Regions from separate parts of the Sus scrofa genome. Here region 2 is linked to region 1. The links are chromatin contacts, called in public Hi-C maps. All regions are on one chromosome and are shown on one strand. The core of a region is the stretch at or near the end of the contact, and the rest is flanking DNA. Distances in the headings are between cores, read along the strand shown. Region 1 overlaps PTK2 (focal adhesion kinase 1). Region 2 overlaps PTK2 (focal adhesion kinase 1).

The links. Hi-C and Micro-C count contacts between places; a contact is called where the count stands out from the background.
Region 2: a Hi-C map of skeletal muscle shows a contact between it and region 1, with 3 times the contacts expected there. The contact joins two enhancer-like sites. A contact is called at or near these places in 1 of 5 promoter capture datasets (liver), 15 of 47 Hi-C or Micro-C datasets (embryonic fibroblasts, epiblast stem cells, fetal heart ventricle and 7 more) and 2 of 2 datasets of contacts at active chromatin or transcription factors (alveolar macrophages and skeletal muscle).

What each region holds. Positions count from the first base shown.
Region 1 is chr4:2,697,952-2,705,179 of Sscrofa11.1, forward strand. The region is part of intron 2 of PTK2 (focal adhesion kinase 1); the gene reads left to right. Among named protein-coding and RNA genes, the nearest start is that of PTK2, 45 kb to the left of the region's middle. Within about 2 kb of position 4,755, at least 28 of the 83 cell types and tissues checked have an H3K27ac peak or open chromatin away from gene starts, as enhancers often do. A contact at or near this core is called in skeletal muscle, where this site is marked.
Region 2 is chr4:2,765,339-2,772,220 of Sscrofa11.1, forward strand. PTK2 (focal adhesion kinase 1) reads left to right here. Exons shown (of 31, transcript XM_021088851.1): 6 at 6,616-6,695. Among named protein-coding and RNA genes, the nearest start is that of MIR151, 80 kb to the right of the region's middle. Within about 2 kb of position 5,188, at least 4 of the 83 cell types and tissues checked have an H3K27ac peak or open chromatin away from gene starts, as enhancers often do. A contact at or near this core is called in skeletal muscle, where this site is marked.

The DNA.
Region 1 (7,228 bases), core at 3,505-6,004:
ATTTTACTTAGGAAAAATGCATTCTCTTGAGTCTGACTTTTCATCTTTAGAGTTAAATCTTTAGATGTAAATGTCAGCATAGACTTGTGTTTATTAGGCACTGAAGGTAGTTTTCTATTGCGCATACGTCTGGAAGATTGCCGAAAATATATCCTCCTTTCCCGTTGCTCCCAAAGCCCGCCTTTTCCCCTCTCCTTACTTTTACTCAGGCGAGAAGACTTGAAAGGGGAAAGGGCAGGGGTAGCTTTTTATGCAGAATGTTCTGCCTTTGAAGATGGGGTCCGTTCCTACATGGATTTTATCTGGAAGAGGCGGATAAAAGCATGGCCAGCGTCTGCATGGCATTTGCCCAGGAACCATGAAGGCCGTTTTTATTTAGGACGCATCGTGGCTGCTGTCGGGAATTCACCCAGACGGCGAGTGCAGGGTCCGGCTGAGCTGCAGCCAGCACGCCTCGTGACATGCTTGCTTTCTGCGGTGTCCGACTCCGTGTGAGGGAGACAGAAGGTGGCTCTCACTGTAGGTTGTGGTGGACGTGCCCAAGGAGGAGAGCGTATCTTGTCTTAGGTGGCCGTCGGAGTGCAGTGGGGACAGCTGAGTTTGAGAACATTATTAAGGAGATTGGCGAGGAGGGGCCAAGAAGGCGGAATGAGGGACTCAGGCTTGCCTCCTGTCACGAAAACACCCAAGTCACAACCAACTGCTGAACCACCATTGACAGAAAAGACTGGAAACTGCCCCAAAGGAATTCTCTACCCTAACGACAGAGAAGGAGCTGCAAGGAGATGGTAGGAGGGGCACTTTACCGACATAATCAAACTCCTGTCCTCCGGGTGGGCGACCTACAGACTGGAAAACAACTGTATCGCAGAGGGTCCCCCTCGGGGGCGAGCATTCCGAACCCCAGGTCAGGGTCCCAGCCTGGGGGTCCCGCACTCGGAGGAGGAGCCCCCAGAGCATCTGGCGCCGCAGGCCAGTGGAGCCTGCGTGCGGAGCTCCTCAGGACAGGGACCAGCCTGGCGTCTGGGTCAGACCTACCTGCCGTCTTAGAGGGTCTCCTGGGAGAGCAGGGGCGGCTGTCCCTCGCGGTGGGGCAGGAGATGAGAGACAGAGGCCCTGGGGATAATCAAGGCAGGAGCTCCCTGGAGGTTGTCAAATTGGAAATGAGACCTGGCCCCACCCAAGAGCCTGCAGACTCCAGTGCTGGACCACCTCAGGCCGAACAGCCGACGGGGTGGAAACACAGCCCCACTCATTGCCGACAGGCTGCCTAAACCCTGCTGCCTCTAAACACAGCCCTTGACAGGGCCCTCTCCCCCAGCCAAGCCCCGCCCTCCAGTGCGTGCACATGGCCCTCCATCTGGAAGCCGGCACAAGCCCTTCGTGCCCTGGGACCAGCCTCACCCACCAGGAGGCCGATCACCAGAAGCCAGAGGGGCTACAGCCCTGCAGCTGTTGAACAGAGACCGCAGAGAAAGCCAGACAAAAAGAGACGGCAGAGAAGCGTGTTCCAGAGAAGGAACAGGACAGGAGTGAGATTGCAGTGAGTATGTTTAGTCAACTGCTGTATGGAAAACTCATACTGTAGTGAGTATGGGTTGTACCTTTGAGGTCGTGCGGAAACAGCTGTGAATGTACTTCATATATTTTGGGACCTGGGGTATGCGGTTACATTTTACATGAAACCCTGCAGGTGGAAATGCGGTTATTTTTGTGTTCTCTTTTATTCTTGTTGGGTTAATTCACATTTCTATTGTTTACTTAAATGTAGTATTTGATTTCTATAAAAAGCTTGGGAAATATACATCAGGAAATTCCTGTGCTCAGAGGTTGTTCTTAGGTGGTAATTCAAGGGTGCCAATGAAGGAATATGCTTTAAGCCACTTTTAATTATATCCAGACTTTATATGTATTTATAGAAAACATTAAAAGGGCACTCATAATTTAAATGCACTTTATATGTACATATTCATTTTGTAACTTTATTTTCAGCAAAATCAGGTTTGGAGATGCTTAAATCCATAGCTGAAATAAATGACAGTTTCTCCAAGAAATAAGTATAGAAGTGTGCCATAATGATTATAAAAAGAAGACTCAAGGACTTTAAAGTATTTTCGCAGTTTCTTGGACTTTCTTCTTCATTGCAGAATAGAAGTCAAGTGGATTTTTAAAAAATGTGCAAATCAGCTCCTGTATTATAGGAGGTCCATGTTGCTATACTTTATAATTAGGTCTTGTTTTGTTTTTCCTATGGTCAGATTTAAGGTGTTTTCACTTATTGCTGTTAGTTACCTTTTCATCTGTTTTCAGTGTTTAAGTTTTCTGTTTTCGAATGGACAACCTTATTATCTGTAGGTGCATGGAGAGGTCATATCCCGAAAGAGCAGTAGTCAGTTCCCGTCGTGGCGCAGTGGTTAACGAATCCGACTGGGAACCATGAGGTTGCGGGTTCGATCCCTGCCCTTGCTCAGTGGGTTGACGATCCGGCGTTGCCGTGACCTGTGGTGTAGGTCGAAGACGCAGCTCGTATCCCGTGTTGCTGTGACTGTGGTGGAGGCTGGTGGCTACAGGTCTGATTAGACCCCTAGCCTGGGAACCTCCATGTGCCGAGGGAGTGGCCCAGAAAAGGCAAAAAGACCAAAAAAAAAAAAAAAGAGAGAGAGAAAAGAAAAGAGCAGTAGTCAATATAATGGTTTTATTTAATTAACTGAAAGCAGTTTTTTTTCCCTAAAAGATTATCTTTTTAAGAAGTTAAAGAAAAGTTCTTTAGAATATCTTGTATCTTATCAGATTAAAGAGCTGCAGGTAAAAGTAATTTTTTAGATTTATAATTTTCGTGGGACATAAGTTGAAAATTTTATATCCTGTTTCACATATACACACACACTTATGACTGTTTTTAAAATGCAGTACCAAAGGGCTAAGGACTGTGGGAATATTGTGTTTTGAGATGCTTCTTTTCCTTTACTTGTGGAGGTGTACAAAAGCCCAGGTTTGCAAATTAGCTTCAGGCCGTCCTTGAAGTGAATTGATCTTTTTTTTTAGGTTGGCTACAGGTCCCCTGGAATGTGAGAGCTGGAGGCGGGAAGATCCCTTTGCCTCTGTCTTTGGTGGGGTCTCTGTAATACCGGGGGCGCTTCCTCCCCAGTCTGTCCCGTTACGCATTGTGGCCTCGGGTCTGCTGAGTGCATCGCACCACTCTGATTTTTATCTGTAGACAGCTCTCCTCTCGACCTCGTTTCCTGCCAGTAGTTCTACCACAAGAATCAGCAAACCCCACAGATGGAGGCTTTTCTTCCTCTCTCCCAAAGACATAGTTGTTAAATATTTGTGGGTACATCCTGCTTGCATATATCCCTATCCTTGTGCACCTGTGACACATGGAGATTCCCAGGCAAGGGGTCCAGTGGGAGCTACAGCTGCCGGCCTGCGCCACAGCCGCAGCAACGCCAGATCCGAGCCATGTCTGCGACCTACACGGCAGTTCATGGCAATGCGGATCCTTAACCCACTGAGCAAGGCCAGGGATCGAACCTGCAACCTCATTTCTGCTGTGCCATGACAGGAACTCCAAATTCTTTTATTTTTTTATTTATCCATTTTTTATTTACTTATTTATTTTTAGGGCTGCACCTGCAGCAGATGGAGGTTCCCAGGCTAGGGTAGCCAGGGATCAAACCCTTGTCTTCATTGGAGTTCCCGTCGTGGCGCAGTGGAAACAAATCTGACTAGGAACCATGAGCCATTCCTGGCCTCGCTCAGTGCTCAGTGGGTTAAGGATCCAGTGTTGCGGCGAGCTGTGGTGTAGGTCACAGAGGCGGCTGGGATCCCGAGTTGCTGTGGCTGTGGTGTAGGCTGGCAGCTATAGCTCCGATTTGACCCCTAGCCTGGGAACCTCCATATGCCACGGGAGCAGCCCTAAACAAAACAAAACAAAACAGCCCCCCCAAAACAAAAGAAACAAACCCATGTCCTTATGGATACTAGTTGGGTTCACTGCTGCTGAGCCACAATGGGAACTCCAAATAACTGAAATTAATTCCAGTAATAAATATCATAATTCTTTGATCTGATCTGGTTTAAAATGATGAGAAATTAAAGATAAATTCCCAATTCCTCCCACCCCAAACCTTGTACCATCAGTCGTCCCTCTCCATTCCTCCGTGGCCCCAGTCCTAGGCAGCCACCAGTCTTTGTGGCTTCCTACAGATTCGCCTGTCCTGGACCTCCGTGCAGAAAGCGTCGTGCGGTAGCTGGTCTTTAGGTGGGGCTTCCTTGGCTTAGCTTCATCCGTGTTGCGGTCTGTGTTGGTCCCACTCCGGTTATTGCTGAGTAATGTTCGGGAGGAAATCCACGGCCTCGGCTCTCATGTTTGCAGCCTGCCAAAACCGTTCCTGTTTTTCCGTCCTCTGGCCGCAGTTTCCTATGCATGCGGAGCCCGGATTCTCAGCCTCCTCCTTGTTCGCAGGATGGGCAAATAAACACCGAAAAAGCCGCTGAAGGAGATCGGCTCAGCCTTGTGGTTCTTCACCCTCTGAAGTTATAGCCCCTCTTGTTCGCGCTGCCGTAGCAGCTCTTCAATTGTTGTGTTTTATGCACTTCTCTTGTTTTCTGGAGGAAATGCTGTTCTACTGCCAGCTGTTGCTTCTCTCTTGGATTCAGAAATCTCAAAAAGGGGGGAAGGAGGAACCTTTTAATAAGTTAGTATGTACAGTCTCTCCTCCTGTAGCTGTCACGCCCTGACTGTGTGGCTTGTCGTGTGAGTCATTGCTGCTGTTACTCTAGATCTTTGGACCGAAATAGAAGGATTTCTGCTGTGTCCTAGGAGGAGCAAATATCCGTCATCAAGCATGGATTTTGCTCACATGTTTTTAGGGCTTGCCCCCTTCACAGTCAGACATTTATGGATTGAGGAGCTTGCCGCCCTGTGAGGACAGGATCATTATTACCCATTTTTCCTTTTGCCCCAGTGCTGTTCGTGTTCTGTCTTGACTTCCACTTACTTTGGCTGTAATTTGCTAATCTTTTGCTTATTTGCTAAGAAATATGGAAGGCATATGGAAGTTCCCAGGTTAGGGTTCAAATCGGAGCTAAAGCTGCTGGCCTACACCACAGCCACAGCAACGCGGGATCTGAGCCATGTCTGTGACCTACACCACAGCTCACGGCAACACCAGATCCCTAACCCACTGAGTGAGGCCAGGGATCAAACCTGCATCCTCATGGATACTGGTCCGATTCGTTTTCTGCTGTGCCACAACAGGAACTCCCCCCCCCTTTTTTTTAAATGAGAGATTTATTTACTGGGGGTGAGTCTCTGCACCAGCACAGAAGATGCAAAGTGATGCACTCGTGATGGAGTGCTCCCACAGCTCTGTATGTTACGGTATTTAGTTCTAACAACTGTGAGAGGTAGCCTCCGTTCTGAACTTAGTTTAATTGATGAGAAAACCAAGTCAGAGAGAGGTTAAAAAGAGCCGCCCCAGTTGCATATCGAGTGTGTGGCAGAGTTGGGATTCAAGGGATATTGGAAGTACACTGAATGGACGACATCCGGCTTTCAGTTTTAACGGAGTGGAAACGATGAAGCGATTTGGGCTTTAGAGTCACGTGTGGCTTTGACTTTTACAGGCCGATCTTATCCCAGATTCTTTACCTCTGTGAGCCGGTTTCCTTTGTCTGGAAAATGGTGCTGCCAGTGATTATCGCCAAGTTTATTAGGGGATTAATTTTTTAAGCCATGTGGAGGCCCTGGTACCGTGTTGGCCAGTATCACGCGTGCTGGGGCAGTATACAGCCTAGTCAAGAACCGGTTGTCTCTCTCTCCTGCCTCGTGCTCTCTCTCTCTGGACCTTTCCCCTTTTCCCCCTAGTCTGTGGAAGTAGCCACTGTTGTATCATGCGTGCAGATGTGTTATGAAATGGAAGTGAGATTCACTCTTAAAGTTATTTTAACATTTTAAAAATGTTTTTTGTTGAGGGTAAACAAAAAACACATAGCAAAATTTACTGTCTTTGGCTCTAGACACCTAGTCTAGTTCAGTGGTGTTAAGTACATCCACATTGTCGGGAAATACAGATCTCCAGGATTTACCTTGCAGCCCGGAAACCCTGCACCCTCTCCCTTCTCCCCAGCTCCCGTCAGCTGCCGTTCTGCATTCTGCTCCTACGAGGGTGACTGTTTTAGATACTGCAAATAGCGGAGTCATCCTGTATTTGTGCTTGTTGCGCTTGGGTGAATCACAGGATTTCCTTCCTCTCAATGGCTGAGTGATACTCCACTGTAATGTGGTCACCTCACTTTAGTTATCCACTCAGCCGTCACTGAACACCTCTTGACTGCTGGGAAGAGCTGCTGTGAACATAGGCATACACATTTCTTCGAGACCCTGCTTCCAGTTCTTTTGGATGTGGAATTCCCAGAGTGGGATTGTTAGATCAGATGATGGGATGTTTTGAGGTGTGTCCAGAGTCTTCCGTAGCAGTCGCACCGTTTGACGTGCCCGCCAGTGCGGCTCGAGAGCTCCACTTCTCCTCATCTTTGCCAACACTCGTTATTTTCATATTTTTTTTTAAAAAAAGTAATCGTGCTAATAGATGTGAGGTTGGTTTTAATGACGTTTATTTTTATTTATTTATTTTTTATGGCTGCACCTGTGGCATATGGAGCTTCCTGGGCCAGGGACTGAATCTGAGCCACAGCTGTGACATCTTAGCTGCAGCAATGCCAGATCCATTAACCTGTTGCTGCTGGGCTGGGGCTTGAACCTGCCCCTCTGTGGCGACCCAAGCCACTGCAGCAGATTCTTAACCCACTGTGCCACAGTGGGAACTCTTAATAATGTTTTTTAATGATAAAAAAAATTTAAGTAGAATTGGAAGTGACTCCATTAAGTTTCTTGCTAAGAATAATGTCTCTTGGTACCAGTGTGACAAGACCAAAATCATAGAGGAGGGAAATTGACAAAGAAAACCCACCACTACGTGGCTGTGCTTGGGAAGAAGAGAAGCCACCTTATTTGTGTCTCCTACTCAGAATGTGACTGGGGTAAGGAATGACCCCTCTGTACTGGGGGCTTCTAGTATTTCTTGCTTACGGATTGTAGAGTCACACTGTAGAAGCAGTCTCCTTTTCAGGCACGGAGGGATGGGTTAAAATGCAGCTGTTGAAGAGGGTGTAGTTTGTAGTAGAGACTCACACTCACCACCAGGGGTCCCCCTGCCCCAGC
Region 2 (6,882 bases), core at 3,938-6,437, 68 kb after region 1:
TTTTTTTTAGGGCCGCACCTGAAGCGTATGGCATTTCCCAGGCTAGGGGTCGGAGCTGCAGCTGCCGGCCTACACCACAGCCACAGCATACCATATCCTTAACCCACTGAGCAAAGCCAGGGATCGAACCTCTGTCCTTATAGATACCAGTCAGGTTCATTACCACTGAGCCACAAGGGGAACTCCTTTGCTCCGACCTATTTTTAATTTTTATGTCTTTATTCAGATAATTGTATTATCAAAAATGATTTCTTTAACTGTATTTTCTTGGCTGTAAAGCTTTCTGTCAGTTAAGACATTTTGAAGTGGTAGGGCCAGGTGGGAAATTTTAGTTTAAAATTGACATTTTCAGTGTGGGAATTAATCAGCTGTCCTTTTCCAGAAAGAGGCGGACATTAATTACAGATCTGACTAATCCGAAGATGGGTTTTCTGTACTTCTTTCATGGATTTAATAAGGTACATCTCCATAACGTGATCTCCTTTTCCACTCCTGTATGTTTTTGGTGATTCAGGAGGTGCTGTGGTTATGGAGGACTTAGGTAAACTGTCATGTGTATACTATTTGGCCCCTATTGCTTGTTCTCCCTTCTCTATAAAAGACATTAGAAGTGGGAGGCAGAGGACACGGTCGTCCGCGAAGCTGCTCTTCCCTGCCGTGAACTGTGCCTTTAGTCCCCCTCAGGGCCTTTGACAGACTCTTTGGGAGGCATGCTCATCTCGCGGGGTCCCCAGTGCCACCCTCAAGCTCAGTCACCCATCAGAAGGATGTACAGGACTCAGAGGTTGTTACATTTGTGGTTGTAGTTTATTGTAGCAAGAAGATGCAAAGGAAGAGCAGCAAAGGGAAAGGGTATGTGGGGTGACATCCAGAGGAAGCCAAGAGAAGCTTCCCTGGTTCCCCTCTCAGGGGAGTCACGTGGGACAACAGCAGGTGCAAGGGCTGGCCAGCTTGGGGCGCTCTTGGGCATGGGTGTTAGCGGTTTTTATTGGGCTCCATCTCATGAGCATATAGCACCTCTGGGACCTCAGGTAGACCAAGCAGGTGTGCATCATAATAGCATGGTTCACAGAAGCCACCCAGTCACACTGGGAGGAGGGTGGCAGGCCTCAGGTGTGCAGAAGGACCTTTAGCAGGACATTTCAGGAGGTCAGCAGGACCAGTCGAGGACCAGTCGTCCTTTTGAGAGTGTGTAGGTTTGCGCAACCCAGGCTGCTGAATGAACCGTTTTCTGCATGACTCCCCTTCTTTTCCTGGACTTAGTTTCCTTTCATTCATTAACTCTCTTTTTAAAATTGAAGTACAGTTGGTTTACAGTGTTGTGTTCGTTTCCGGTGTAAAGTGATTCGGTCACACGTACACGTATTTTTGCCGTCTTCTCTTCCGTCGCGGTTTATAGCGGATATCGACTCTGGCTCCCGGCGCCGCACGGTAGGACCTCGTTGTTTACCTCTCGTGTGTGTAGCAGCTTGTACCCGCTGACCTCGAGCTCCCGGCTCGCCCGCCCCCCTGCCCTCACCCTTCAGGCACCGCAGGGTTGTTTGCTCCGTCTGTGGCCAGCTCTTCACTTTAAGTGCTGTCTTCTGTGGCGCGCTTTCCATAGCAGCTGCACGTTTCTTCGCATAGAGCACATAAGTATTGCTACTATTTTAAAATGAGTTCTCCGGGTGTAATTTTACATACAATAAAAATCACCAATTTCAGTGTACATCTCAGTGAGTGCTGACAGATGTGTGTGGTCACGCCGTTTCCGTCACAGTCGTGATGCGGTAGAGTGTAAAAGTAGGGAATGGCAGTGGCACAGCGCCCTCGAGTAGGCTAGAGGTCACCTTCAGATGGCGCGTATGGGTGTGTAGCAGTGTGTGTGGTTCTCTGCAGCCTTGCCGTAGGTGTAGGGCTGTAACTGCCACCGTAATGACGACCCCAACCACCTCATCGTACGGAGGGGCTCCGTGGGGCTCCGTAGCACCCCCCCTGCCCCGGCCCCTGGCCATCGCAGCGCTGTTCTCTGCGCCTTATGCGGTGCTTTGGGATTTGAGAAATCCGATTGGGGTGCGTGCGCATATGTAAATGTGTGCACTCTGCATGAGATCTTCTTTTAAAAGGTTGAGATGATTCTCCCAGTACCTCTGGTATAATTCGTGGTTGCCTTTCCCTTATAAATGGACAGTGCTGGCCCTTGGCGTCATGCAGATTTTCTAACTTTCCAGCGGTGGTCGTCTCCTTTTACAGCCTGTTCTCAGCCTAACATCAGAGCAGTCATTTTCAAATCAGAATTTACCCACCGTTCTGTCTCTGTACCTTCCGTATACAAGTTCTGTTCTCTGCTCTACCTGGCACATGGTAGACATTCGGTAAATATGTGTAGAGTGACCTACTGACTTGTGGGAAAAGCATATGACTCAGCATAAGTCTTTATATATTTGTGTAGCTTAACTGTACAAGAGGAAGATTGGGGAGCTTGTTTTAATTGGGAGCTGCCATTGAGTTCCTTCTGTATACAAATACTCCGCTCTGATCTGACAAAACTCAGGGAGGCGTGCTTGACAGTTGATCCAGCTTGACTCACTGCCCAGAATCACTCAAGTGAAATATATAAATGCTAATGTACACACCTGTCTGCCCTCAGCCACTTCTTTTTCTTTGCTTTTTTTATTTCTATTTTTACAGCAACCCCTGTGGCATATGGAAGCTCCCGGGCTAGGGGTTGAATTGGAGCGGCAGTGGAGGCCTACACCACAGCCACAGCAGTGCCAGGTCTGAGTGGCATCTGTGGCCCACCCTGCCGCTTGTGGCAGCACCAGCTCCTTCACCTTCTGAGCAAGGCCAGGGATCTAACCTGCATCCTCACGGATGCTATGGCAGGTTTTTAATGCGCTGAGCCCATAGGGACGCCCGAGTCCCATCTTCTTTACACTCAGACCACGGGCTTTCAGGCCTTCTTGATAAATCTGTGTAGCTGCTAGTATTCAGAAAAGAATCTCGTGTGGCAGCCAAAGCATTGCCTTGGCCTGTGGAATAAATTATGAGTAATTTGAGATAGTACTTTTTATTAGAGATGTGAGTGGCTTTTATTAAAAGCTGTGCTTTAATTCTCTTGGAGAATAAGATGAAAAACTCATGAGTATAAATGTAATGCTTGCCTACAGAAGGAAGTCCATTTTTTCTTTTTTTTTTTTTAATATCTTTTATTTATTTATTTATTTTTTGGCTGCTCCCGCAGCATGTTAAAGTTCCCGGGGCAGGGATTGAACCCACACCACAGCAGGGACAGTGCCAGATCCTTAACCCTCTGTGCCACTAGGGAACTCCAGATACCTCCTATTTTTTAAGTAGGAAATTGAAATCAACATGGAAACTAATGTAAATAAACAGAAAACAACCTTCAGAGGTCTTTTCTGAAAAGACTTGCAAACTTGCTGGACTTGGAGTTAAGAAACGGTAGGAATCCATGGTCTAAACAGAGAGCACAGCGCGCAGTAGAGTGGCAAACTAGGAAATGCCCGTGAAGCCAGGCTGTTAGGTCCTGGGGATCCCAGGCTTTGGGATGTGGCCCTCACTTGTCATGAACCTTCCTTCTTGTAGAGAGTGTCTACCCTTTCTAAGAGTTCACTAGCAGGTGTAGATACACCCACAGTCGGAGCTGGCGGGTCCGTGGATCAGGTTTTAGCTTTAACTCTTGCTGCGCGACCTTAGGTAAACAGGGCTAAAGCCTGTCTTGAAGAGTTACAACACAGACCGTAGGTAATGTGTCTGAAACAGCATCATACTTAGCCTCAGAGGCAATAGCCCGTTCCTCTGCTGTCTTCATTCTCTGAGATTTTTTCCTAAGGTTATAAATTGGGGTTTATAGTAGTGTCCGACTCACGGTGATGATTTGAAGATTACATGAGAGTTATTATACATCTGGCGTGGCGCTGAATATATTTAAGCAACTAGATATCTATACATACACACACTTTAATATTCAATAAATTGCATTTATCTCGCAAGTGAAAGTAGTGACTTCTGCTGGGAGTTAAGAGATGAAAGTCAAGAAATGTTTTATTAAAAAAAAGAATGAACACGGGTGTTAGAAACCCCAAGTCGTAAAGAAAGTTGCATGAGCACAGCATCAGGATGTGACAAGTGCAGTGGGTTCAGGGAACACCAGCTCGGGAGCCCGGGTGACCGGGAGGAGCGCGGGGCCTCCAGGGGGCGGTTTTCCAGCCTCGCAGAGGGCAGCTGCCGCAGGGCTGGGTGAGGGCAGATGGCTTCTTCCAGAAGGGTTGTCAAATTTTGTTTTCCCTTTTTTTCATATTTGCAACCAATATGAATTTGAATTGTTTTGATGAGTAAGTAAAACACGTGATTACATTTTCCTACCTTTGAATAGTATTTAAAAATTATAGTAATTAATCCTAAGATAAGTTTGTAATGATGAATTTTCTTCAACATGTAATTGATATTCTGCTGTGGTTGCATTGAAGTCTATACCAAACTAAGATCCATTGAATGTTTCAGTCAGAACAGCTGTAGTACTTCTCTAACTCGTATAAATACAGACTTTATCTCTTCATTTTTGGGTTCAGTAATAAACCTACTTATGATGCAGAAAGTTTTTAAATTTAGATTTATTTTTTGCTATATAGAAGAAAGAGCCAGTCGAATTGTAGACAAAATGATTTCGGAACCAAAGCTTTTTGCTTAATTTAGTGGGCTGAAGAATTCAGTTCTGTTGAATCAGTCTTATATGCCTACTGTATGTAAGAAATAGAAATTACTAATACTTGTAAGTGTTGTGTGGAAAATAACATTTGCACACAGAGTCATCCAAACCCCAGTTGGACTTTTCTCATTCGTTCATTTGCTCGCTCTTCAGTCAGTCTTTAGTGACCACCTTGGTGTAGCTGCTGCTGCAGAAGGCAGAGCAAAGGTTTCGGAGGAAGTGGCGTTGAGGCCAGAACTAGTGGTCCCCGCTCCTGTCGTGAGCGCAGTGAGTTCTCGTGCTTGTCGGCTTACAGGTTCTGGGCGTTCCCATCTGAAGACTCTCTGTGCTCTCCAAGGAGGAGATGTAACAGGTTGACTGGAGAAAGTGCGAGTCATTGTGCTGGCAAGCTTCCCAGGCAGGCATTGCTGCGTTTCCAAGCAGTTTCAGGTGACCGTTTGAGATTTGTCATCGTGAATTTAAAGCAAAGCCTATGTCACATCTCCAGTTGCTCAGCAGTGAGCGTGGAGAAGGGGGTGGGTGGTTGGTTTCGGTGTCTGTTCATTTTGCCAGGCAGTTAAAATAAAGAGATGAGGGGAGTTGGGGGTCTTTGAAAGGGAAGGTTGTAGTGATAAAACGTCCCCATGAGGTGGACAGAGTCATTAACCGGGCAGTAGAAGTCTTTTGAGCAAGTGACCGTCAGGCGCGGTAGCAGTAGCTGAAGAACAGGATCTTTGGGGTTTTTTCCAAGGGCAGAGGTCAACACGCTTTTTCTGTGAAGGGCTAGAGAGCAGTGATGAGGGTTGAGGATCAGGAGGCAAAATGGTCGGTATCGTGAAATATTCCTGGGAGACAAGGCACTTTCCGAGTTTTGTGTTGGTCAAACTCATGACGTAATGATGGAGTACAGTGTTTGTCATCCAGGTCTGCCAGTGAGAAGAACGGAGCTCCTTCTTGGGGGAAGAACTAGCGTTTCCCTAACTGAGGTTCCGAATGAGGTCCCTGTCTTCAAAGTCCGTGGCAGAGGTTGACCTCCTAGTGCTAATCCGTGAGGCTCTGCGCGTTTCAGCTCTGATAAGAGCGCTCAGTTCCTGACACCCGTCCCTTGGCTGCTTCAGTGGAGCCTGACCATTGCCTGGAAGGCGTTTGTAGGATTCTGTTAGATCCTTCTCTTGACGGAAGACTTCAAGCAGCTTTCACTTTGCCAATTAATCACTTAGAGTCAGAGGTTAGGGGGAAGCAATTCAGTTGAAGGACTAAATGGATTTTGAAATACCCTTGCATTAATTGAGCTCTGGAAAATGCTGCCAGGACTGTAGTTTGAGTTCAGAAAGTATGTCCACTGCGCATTTGTGTGGAAATGAAGACTTCCCGTCATCTTTTCTCTTTGACGACACGCGATGGGTAGAAGGCAGCTTGACATTATTGTGCCTCAGATGGTGCTCGAGTGCTCTTAGATGAATTCTTCTTAGAGGAAGGCTGTTTTATTTATTTATTTATTTATTTTGGTCTTTTCTCTTTGAGGGCCTCACCCGTGGCATATGGAGGTTCCCAGGCTGGGGGTCCACTCGGAGCTGTAGCCACTGGCCTACACCACAGCCACAGCAGTGCTGGATCCGAGCCATGTCTGTGACCTACACCACCGCTCATGGCAACACTGGATCCTTAACCCTCTGACCGAAGCCAGGGACCGAACCTGCGTCCTCATGAATGCTAGTCAGGTTCCTTAACCACTGAGCCCCGACGGGAACTCCAGAAGACTGTTTCATTCTGTGCTCTCCAGTGTTACTCATTTTTCTCTGCAGCCTTAGCGTAGTGATTGACACAGCGTGTAAGTGTGTAAACAGCACTCGGTAGGCATTTGTTGAATGAGGCTAAAACATGTTCTCCTAAAACGCCGCTGTTCTCCCCGTTCCTTTGTGTTGTAGGTGAAGAGTGATTATATGTTAGAGATCGCTGACCAAGTGGACCAGGACATTGCTTTGAAGCTGGGTTGTCTGGAGATACGGTAAGGGGGAGATACCTAGATGCTGAGGTCTTTATGCATTCGCTTTTTCCATTACCTTTTCTAGGTTTGTCTGTTTTTTTTCTCATCAATCAAATACTGACTGAAACTTGATTAAATTTTGAGACTTAATCTGAATTAAGTTGACATTGCTAATTTTAGATCTTGTAAAATGGTATTTCATTAGAGT